Regions from separate parts of the Mus musculus genome. Here region 1 is linked to region 2. Evidence: chromatin contacts called from public Hi-C data. All regions are on one chromosome and are shown on one strand. Each heading gives the region's core, a stretch centred on a gene start, on an enhancer-like site or on the middle of the called end of the contact. The rest is flanking DNA. Distances are from core to core; before and after follow the strand shown.

Region 1 (3,915 bases), core at 909-3,408, 250 kb after region 2:
CCATCTCCACCTGACAGTTCCGCAGGTCCAGATGCGTGAGGTGGGGCAGGTCCTGGAAGGCCGCTGCAGGGAGGACCTTCAGTATATTGCCCTGGAGGTCCAGCCTCTGGGTCAGCTGGGGACAGGAGAGGGGAAGGGAGAATGAGCCACATGGGCACTCGAGCCTTGGCCTCTCCCCATCATCTTTCCGAGTCTCTTTAGCCACAGAGCAGCCCTTACTGTGATCCGTTTCTTCTTGCCTTACTTACCCATTAGTTCATAACACCACCGGGCAAAAAAGTTTCTTATCCAGACACCCCCCGCCCCAGTTCACCCCAGGACCTGACACAAATACATTATTATTTGCAGGTCATCTAGGTATCTCAGCCACACGAAAAGGATTTTAAATAAATTATACTGCTATTGGCTTGTTTAGTTTATTTTTGTTGTTGCTATTTGTTGTAAACCTGGGTCTGGTTAGCTTGGACCTCACTCTGTAGACCAGGCTGGTCTTGAACTCAGAGACCTGCCTGCCTCTGCCTCCTGAGTCCTGGGGTTAAAGGTGTGTGTGTCATTGGATTTGGCCCTCACTGGTTATTTTTCTTCCCATTCAGACCTAGATAACCCAGGCTCAAGAAGCAGGAACCAGCCAGCCAGTGGTAGAGCCATTGGTGTAGCCCAGGCTCCTGCCACTCTTTCTTGCCACACTGCCAACCCATGCCAGGATTTTCCCTCTCCTGACCTCAGGGATGGTGTTTGGCACCTCGGTGAGGTTCTGGTGCCGGCAGGTAACATGCCGTCTTGAGTTGTCGCAGACACAGGTCTGTGGGCATCGCTGGGCAGCTACGTGCCAGGCTGGGCTCTGGAGCAACACCATGAACAGCAACAGCATAAAGACCCAGATGGAGCTCTGGGGCCTGGGAGAGAAGGGAGGAAGGGGCGGGGGAGAGAGAGAGACAGAGAGAAACAGACAGAGTGCTGCTGTCCATGGGGAACACCAATGCTAGTGGGCACTGAACCCCTGACCCAGGACAGCCCACTCCGGACTCAGGCCTTCATTCTCTGGGCACAGGAAAGTGCTACGGCTTGGTTCTCTTCCCTCACGTCATATGGGGGGAGGGAAGAGGAGCTTCTGTTATCAGCCCTGGTTTGGCAGCAGGAGGGAAGGCCCAGACCTAGCCCAGGTTTTAGGGTGGACTAGGAGGTCCAGATGCTGAAGAGCCTGAGAGATGCTGTCTCGGTAAAGCAGGCAGCCCAAGCCTCTGTGCCTGCTTCCCCTTTGTCCTCGTGTTACCTGAGTCCACACAGCTGACTGGCCTGTGACAGGGGAACTGAGGGCCTGAGTTATGTACTACGGGGGAGGTGGCAAGGTAGGTCTCATGTCTATTTATTGATGCACCCACCTACCTGTCCATCTCTCCACCTTGCAACTCCAGCCACTTGCCCATTTCTTCTTAGGGATGATTGTTGCCACCATGGCTCTCCTGGCCTCTTCCCACCCCTGTTCCACCCAACAGCCAGAGGGAATTTTCCAGAAACCTCCCTAGTGTCTCGCTGTCCCTGTGAGTGAAAAGTCCCAAATTCCTGGTGCCTCAAGAAGAATGTCTAGATTCTCCAACACACACCTTGAGTGGCACCACTGTTCAAACCGAGCAGCAGCGAATTCACTCAGCTCCCCCTGGTATATGCTTGGGTCGCAGGTAAGTTCTGAGCTGCCTTCCCTGATCCCACGGACCTCCCTGTAGTTGCTCCCAGGATTGTTACTGTCTGGCTTTGTCTCCTTTTAGTCCCAGAAGTCACCCCTTTCTCAGCGCTGACGGCCTTCTCTAGATTCTGGCTTGAGGGTCAGGGTAGGAAGGAGGCCTATTAGGCTGATAACTGAAGAGGAAAAAGGTTCAGGGCGAAGAGGACTGCCACAGATCCCACTTCATAAGGCTACAAAGCACTACCCCCACAGGATGCACAGGCACAGCTACCTCTGGGGTTGGTTTAGGGGCCACCTCTGGGGAACCTCAGGTACAGGAGGATCCCGTGGCTCCATAGCTGGCCTCTCAGAGGCACAAGCAGATAACTGACCCTCTCTAGCCATCTAGTTCTAACTCCCTGGGCCCCAAAACTCACCTCTCCATGCCGACTGGAACTGCCAGCCTTGTCTGGAGGCCCCACACAAGGGAAAGACCAGGGACAGTCCTTGCCTGGCCACCGGCAGTACCCACCCCCCTTTGCCCATGGGCTTGGCAGCCAGGACCGAGCTGAATGGGAAGCATTGTAAGCAGCCCAGCCGAGCTGGGGCTTCCCCAGCCTGTGGGCAGGGGGTGGGAGCAGAGGCTGGAGTTACAGGCTGCCATTGCAGCACAGGCTTAACAACGTGGCTCAGGCCTGAGTCCTTGGACTGGCCGGTGGGCATGGGTGGCGATGGAGATGGGGGGGGTGGTGTCTGGAGGAGCCTTTTGGTGGGTGAGCATCACTGGGCTCCTGTGGACTCCGCGCGACCCTAGGAAGAACTATTCAGCAACTGAAAGTTAAAAGCTAGCTCAGGAGGTTGCTGCAGGAGTTAAGGTAGGAGCCTGGAACCCAGGCACAGGGGAGCCCTTAACTCCTTCCTTTCCGTGAGCTTATGCACTCACACACACTGAAGCTGCTACACACACATAAATCTGTATCCTGCAACTATTCTCCTTCTCATGTGAACGTATTATTGAGGATATCCAAATTGGTGCCTAGCGTTATATCCACTTTCTAATGGATTATATGGTGTTTCATTCTATAAACAGACCTAAGGCGTAAACCAGGTGGTTGTGTACACCTTAGGAGATGGAACTAGAAGGGTTAAAGAACATACCAGACTTACCGGTTCATCTGAGATATTTTACATTTTTTTAGTTTTTTTTTTTTTTTAACTTTATATGTGAGTGGTCTATATGTGTAGAGTGCATTGAAGCATGGCTGGTACCCATAGAGACCAGAAGAGGGCGCCAGAGCCTCCAAAGTAGAATCACAGATATGTCAACCTCCATGTGAGGGATTTGAACCCAGGTCCTCTACAATGAGCCCCCTGTCTAGTCCTGTCTTAGATATTTTTACAGCTCCTCTTCTCCCCTCCCCTTTTTTCTGTTAGTGGAGTTAGAAATTCAAGGCCAGACTTTGGCTACATAGAAAGTTAAAGGCCAGCCTGGGATCACTGAAACCTTGTCCTGAAAATAAAAGGTAGCCGGGCGTGGTGGCACAGGCCTTTAATCCCAGCATTCGGGAGGCAGAGGCAGGCGGATTTCTGAGTTCGAGGCCAGCCTGGTCTACAAAGTGAGTTCCAGACAGCCAGGGCTACACAGAGAAACCCTGTCTCGGAAAAAAAAAAAAAAAGAAAGAAAAAGAAAAAGAAAAGGTGTATTTAAGCATGCATCTCTGGAGGATATATATGTATATATTTCAAAACTTCCAAGGCTGGATATGGTAGTACACACCTTTAGTTCCAGGAACTAACAACCAGACACAGCTACATAGTGTGACACTGTCTAAAAAACAAACCAACCCACAGACACTCTGCATCAAGAGACAGCACAGCTGGATCCCAGCAGACACTCACATACATTTCAGACCCGTGGTTCTGGTGCATGGCAGCTTTCAGTTTTCAGTGTTGTGTAATCCTGGTGTTGTGTAATCCTGGGTGGATTCAAAGTTGCTATGCATCTGAGATGGCTCTTGTCTCTGGCTCCAGCTTTGAAGTGCTGGGACAAAAGGTATGTGCCATCACCACTGAGATACGTAGTTGGTTGGTTGGTTTATTTATTTATTTAGGTTTTTGAGACAGGGTTTCTCTGTATAGCCTTGGCTGTCCTGGAACTCACTCTGTAGACCAGGCTGGTCTTGAACTCAGAAATCTGCCTGTCTCTGCCTCCCAAGTGCTGGGATTAAGGGCGTGCGCCACCACTGCCCAGC
Region 2 (3,882 bases), core at 1,118-3,617:
TTCTTTATGACTGATGTTCTCACAGTAATAACTTTCTCCATCTTTTTATTTTCATAAGCTTAAGGGTTTTTATTTAAAATGTTTTTTGTGCCAGGTGGCTGTGGTACAGGCCTTTAATCCCAGCACTCCAGAGCAGAGGTAGGTAGATCTCTGAATTTGAGGCCAGCCCAGTCTACACAATGAGTTCCAGGACCTAAATCTGTTTTTCAAGACAGGGTTTCTCTGTGTAGCCTTGACTTTTCTAGAACTCACTTTGTAGACCAGGCTGCCTTGAACTCAGAGATCTATCTACCTCTGCCTCTGGCCTGCAGCAATTAAAGCCATGAGCCATCATGCCCAGTGACAAAATATATTTTCAAATCTCCAAATAGAGCTAGAGAGATGTCTCAGAGATTAAGAGTTCTTGCTTTTTCTTCCAGAGGACCCCTGTTGTGCAGTTGAGAAGCTGAAGACTTTAACTTGATAAAGAGTTAACGCCCAGGGGCTTAATGATGGCTCTGCAGTTACTGCACTTTTTTTTTTTAAAAGATTTATTTATTTATTATATGTAAGTACACTGTAGCTGTCTTCAGACACTCCAGAAGAGGGCGTCAGATCATGTTACAGATGGTTGTGAGCCACCATGTGGTTGCTGGGATTTGAACTTCGGACCTTCAGAAGAGCAGTCGGGTGCTCTTACCCACTGAGCCATTTCACCAGCCCGCACTTTTTTTTATTAGATATTTTTCTTCATTTACATTTCATGCTATCCTGAAAGTCCCCTATATCCTCCCACCACCCTGCTCCCCTGCTTTCACAGTTACTGCACATAATACTGTGTCATATGACTGCCTTTTGGATCTCAGCAATCACAATAGACTATATATTGTTTTTAAAGAGTTCAAGGCCAGCCTGGGCTACATTCTGAGGTTCTAATTTTAAAATGATCAGAACCAGCCAGTCGTGGTGGTGCATGCCTTTAATCCCAGCACCCGGGAGGCAGAGGCAGGTGGATTTCTGAGTTTGAAGCCAGCCTGGTCTACAGAGTGAGTTCCAGGACAGCCAGGGCTACACAGAGAAACCCTGTCTCAAAAAACCAAAAAAATAAAACAAAATAAAACAAAAAACAAAAAAAAAGACAAAGTAGCAAAAAGGCATCAGCAAAGTAAATTACAGTGTGTCTGGGATGGACTAGTAATGGAGATACTCTGTGTAATAATGGACATACTCTGTGTAGTAATGGACATATTCTGTGTAGTAATGGAGACACTCTGTGTAGTAATGGAGATACTCTGTAGTAATGGAGACACTCTGTGTAGTAATGGAGACACTCTGTGTAGTAATGGACATATTCTGTGTAGTAATGGAGACACTCTGTGTAGTAATGGAGATACTCTGTAGTAATGGAGACACTCTATGTAGTAATGGAGACACTCTGTGTAGTAATGGAGACACTGTAGTAATGGAGACACTCTGTAGTAATGGAGACACTCTATGTAGTAATGGAGATACTCTGTGTAGTAATGGAGACACTGTGTAGTAATGGAGATACTCTGTAGTAATGGAGACACTCTATGTAGTAATGGAGACACTCTGTGTAGTAATGGAGACACTCTGTGTAGTAATGGAGACGCTCTGTGTAGTAATGGAGATACTCTGTAGTAATGGAGACACTCTATGTAGTAATGGAGACACTCTGTGTAGTAATGGAGACACTCTGTGTAGTAATGGAGACACTCTGTGTAGTAATGGAGACACTCTGTGTAGTAATGGAGATACTCTGTAGTAATGGAGACACTCTATGTAGTAATGGAGATACTTTGTGTAGTAATGGAGACACTCTGTGTCGTAATGGAGATACTCTGTGTGGATAATAGGGAAATAAAGCTGAAGGGAAATGTGTGACTTTTCTTTCAGGCAGGATCTCACTAAGTAACCCAAGCTATTGCAAACATGCCATGTAGCCCAGGACAGCCTTAAAGATACAGTCCTGCCTCAGCCTACTGAGTGTTGGGATTACTGGGTCCTATACCACTATGCCCAGCTGAGAAGTTCATAAACCTTAAATGTTTAACCTGGAAAGGTAAATGGTAAGTACTTGCCTAGTATACACAAGGCTTTGGGTTTAAACTGCAGCACTAGGAAGAAATAAAAAGTAAAAAGGGATGGGGGAATGATTAAGTCAGTAATGTCTAAACTTCCACCTTAAGAAACTACTGAAGGTCCAGCAAGATGGCTGGCTGGTAAAACGCTGCGGCCAGGCCTGACTACTGGATACATAGCTCACTTTCCTTGGTTTTCCTGTGCTTAGATTCACCGCCCCTCAGGCAGAGCTCTATGAAGCTGTTCTGGAAATCCAAAGAGCTTGTTTGACTCTGTGTTCCCCTGGGACGAGCTTGGAGAACATCTACAGCATGATGCTGACGCTGATAGGACAGAAGCTTAAGGATCTGGGCATCACAAAGACCAGCAAGGAAAGCGCCTTCAAGGTACCTCCCTCCTCACGCCAGTCCTTCAGAAGGGCCAGCAACATGCTGCTCAGTTTTTGCCCTGCTTGGAAAAGCTAATTCTTTGTAAAGTGGATTTAGCTTTAACATGGATTGGATTAAAACAAAGGGAGTCAGTACTTCTTTTTGCCAGAAGATGGCAGCACATTCTGAGTCATTGCCTGCTAGAGAGCCAGTGCAGTACTCAGACACAAGATGAAGTCTATACAGGCAGAGAGTGGGAAGAACACAAACAAGGAGAGAGGGTTAACTCCTAATCCTTTGCTGGGGTTCTGGAGGTCAGAAGGGAGGCTGTTTATTGGCTCAGTTACACTATTGAAACTTTACAAAACGCCCAGTTTTGTCTACACCTAAATGTATGACATCCATTATAGTTGCAGACCCTGAGCCACACAAGCATTAGGCAGCCTCCATTTCCAAATTTACACTTCCAGGACTCCTATTACCAAAGAAAAGAAGTTATAAATTCCCTGAACCAAGCCAACAAATTTTTAATTAACAGAACTATCCATACCAGTAAACACAGAGTCCTGCCTACTCTACAACTTGACATGGGTAGAGTAGGCTACCCAGGAGAGATGTATGTCTTTTTTATTGCATTTATGGTGGGGACAAGTTCTTGTGTAACCCAGGCTTGCCTTGAACTCAGCAGCTGAGGATGGCTCTGGATTCTTGATCCTCCTATCTCCACAGACCAAGAGTTAGGATTCTAAGTGTGGGTTCATATTTTGTGTCTTCCTTTTTAAGACATATAAATTGTAAGGATAATAGAACATTGCTGTTCTTCCTTTCCCAAAAAAAGGCAATCTCCCCACCCCTTTGCTGGGGATCAAATAGAGGATGTGTGGTAGGCAAATCCACTGGAATTCCTTAGCCTGTGCATAATGCATTTGACAGTGGTCTATACAGTATACTATACTGTGCATAATACATTTGACAGTGAGGTGGAAAGCAGTATCGTAAGTGTGGATTGAGGAAGTAACAGTTTGCCAGACATGGACATGGTTAGGTGGGTAAAGTGCTTTCTAACACAAGCATGAGGACCTGACTTCAGATCCCTAGCATCCACATAAAAAGGTAGGTGTAGACGGGCGGTGGTGGCACACGCCTTTAATCCCAGCACTCAGAAGGCCGAGGCAGGCGAATTTCTGAGTTTGAGGACAGCCTGGTCTACAGAGTGAGTTCCAGGACAGTCAGGGCTACACAGAGAAACCCTGTTTGGGGGTGGGGGGGAAAGTAGGTGTATAGGCTAGATAGATGGCCCAGAGTTTGAGTTTGGGAGCACTGGCTGTTCTTCCAGAGGACTCGGGTTCCAGCACACACATAGAGGCTCAAAACCATCTGTAGCTACAGTTCCAAGGGATCTGATACCATCTTCAGGCCTCTTAGGTCATGA

The links. A called contact is a pair of places that touch in the nucleus more often than the background predicts.
Region 1: a Hi-C map of bone marrow-derived macrophages shows a contact between it and region 2, with 39 read pairs. The contact joins the promoter of Chadl here to the enhancer-like site in region 2. A contact is called at or near these places in 11 of 39 promoter capture datasets (the 3T3-L1 cell line, the C10 cell line, embryonic stem cells and 7 more), 3 of 15 datasets of contacts at CTCF or cohesin (embryonic stem cells, large pre-B cells and pro-B cells), 16 of 484 Hi-C or Micro-C datasets (B cells, Th1 cells, bone marrow-derived macrophages and 8 more), 10 of 115 datasets of contacts at active chromatin or transcription factors (the 230-238 cell line, bone marrow-derived macrophages, embryonic midbrain and 4 more) and 5 of 9 other capture datasets (adipose tissue, embryonic stem cells, liver and 2 more).

Annotation. Positions count from the first base shown.
Region 1 is chr15:81,695,129-81,699,043 of GRCm38.p6, forward strand. It overlaps Chadl (chondroadherin-like), which reads right to left and starts at 2,159. Exons shown (of 6, transcript NM_001164320.1): 1 at 2,101-2,159; 2 at 722-896; 3 at 1-115. The coding sequence starts at 2,108.
Region 2 is chr15:81,446,029-81,449,910 of GRCm38.p6, forward strand. Xpnpep3 (X-prolyl aminopeptidase 3, mitochondrial) reads left to right here. Exons shown (of 10, transcript NM_001347075.1): 8 at 2,291-2,468. Among named protein-coding and RNA genes, the nearest start is that of Rbx1, 18 kb to the right of the region's middle. Within about 2 kb of position 2,368, at least 16 of the 459 cell types and tissues checked have an H3K27ac peak or open chromatin away from gene starts, as enhancers often do. A contact at or near this core is called in bone marrow-derived macrophages, where this site is marked.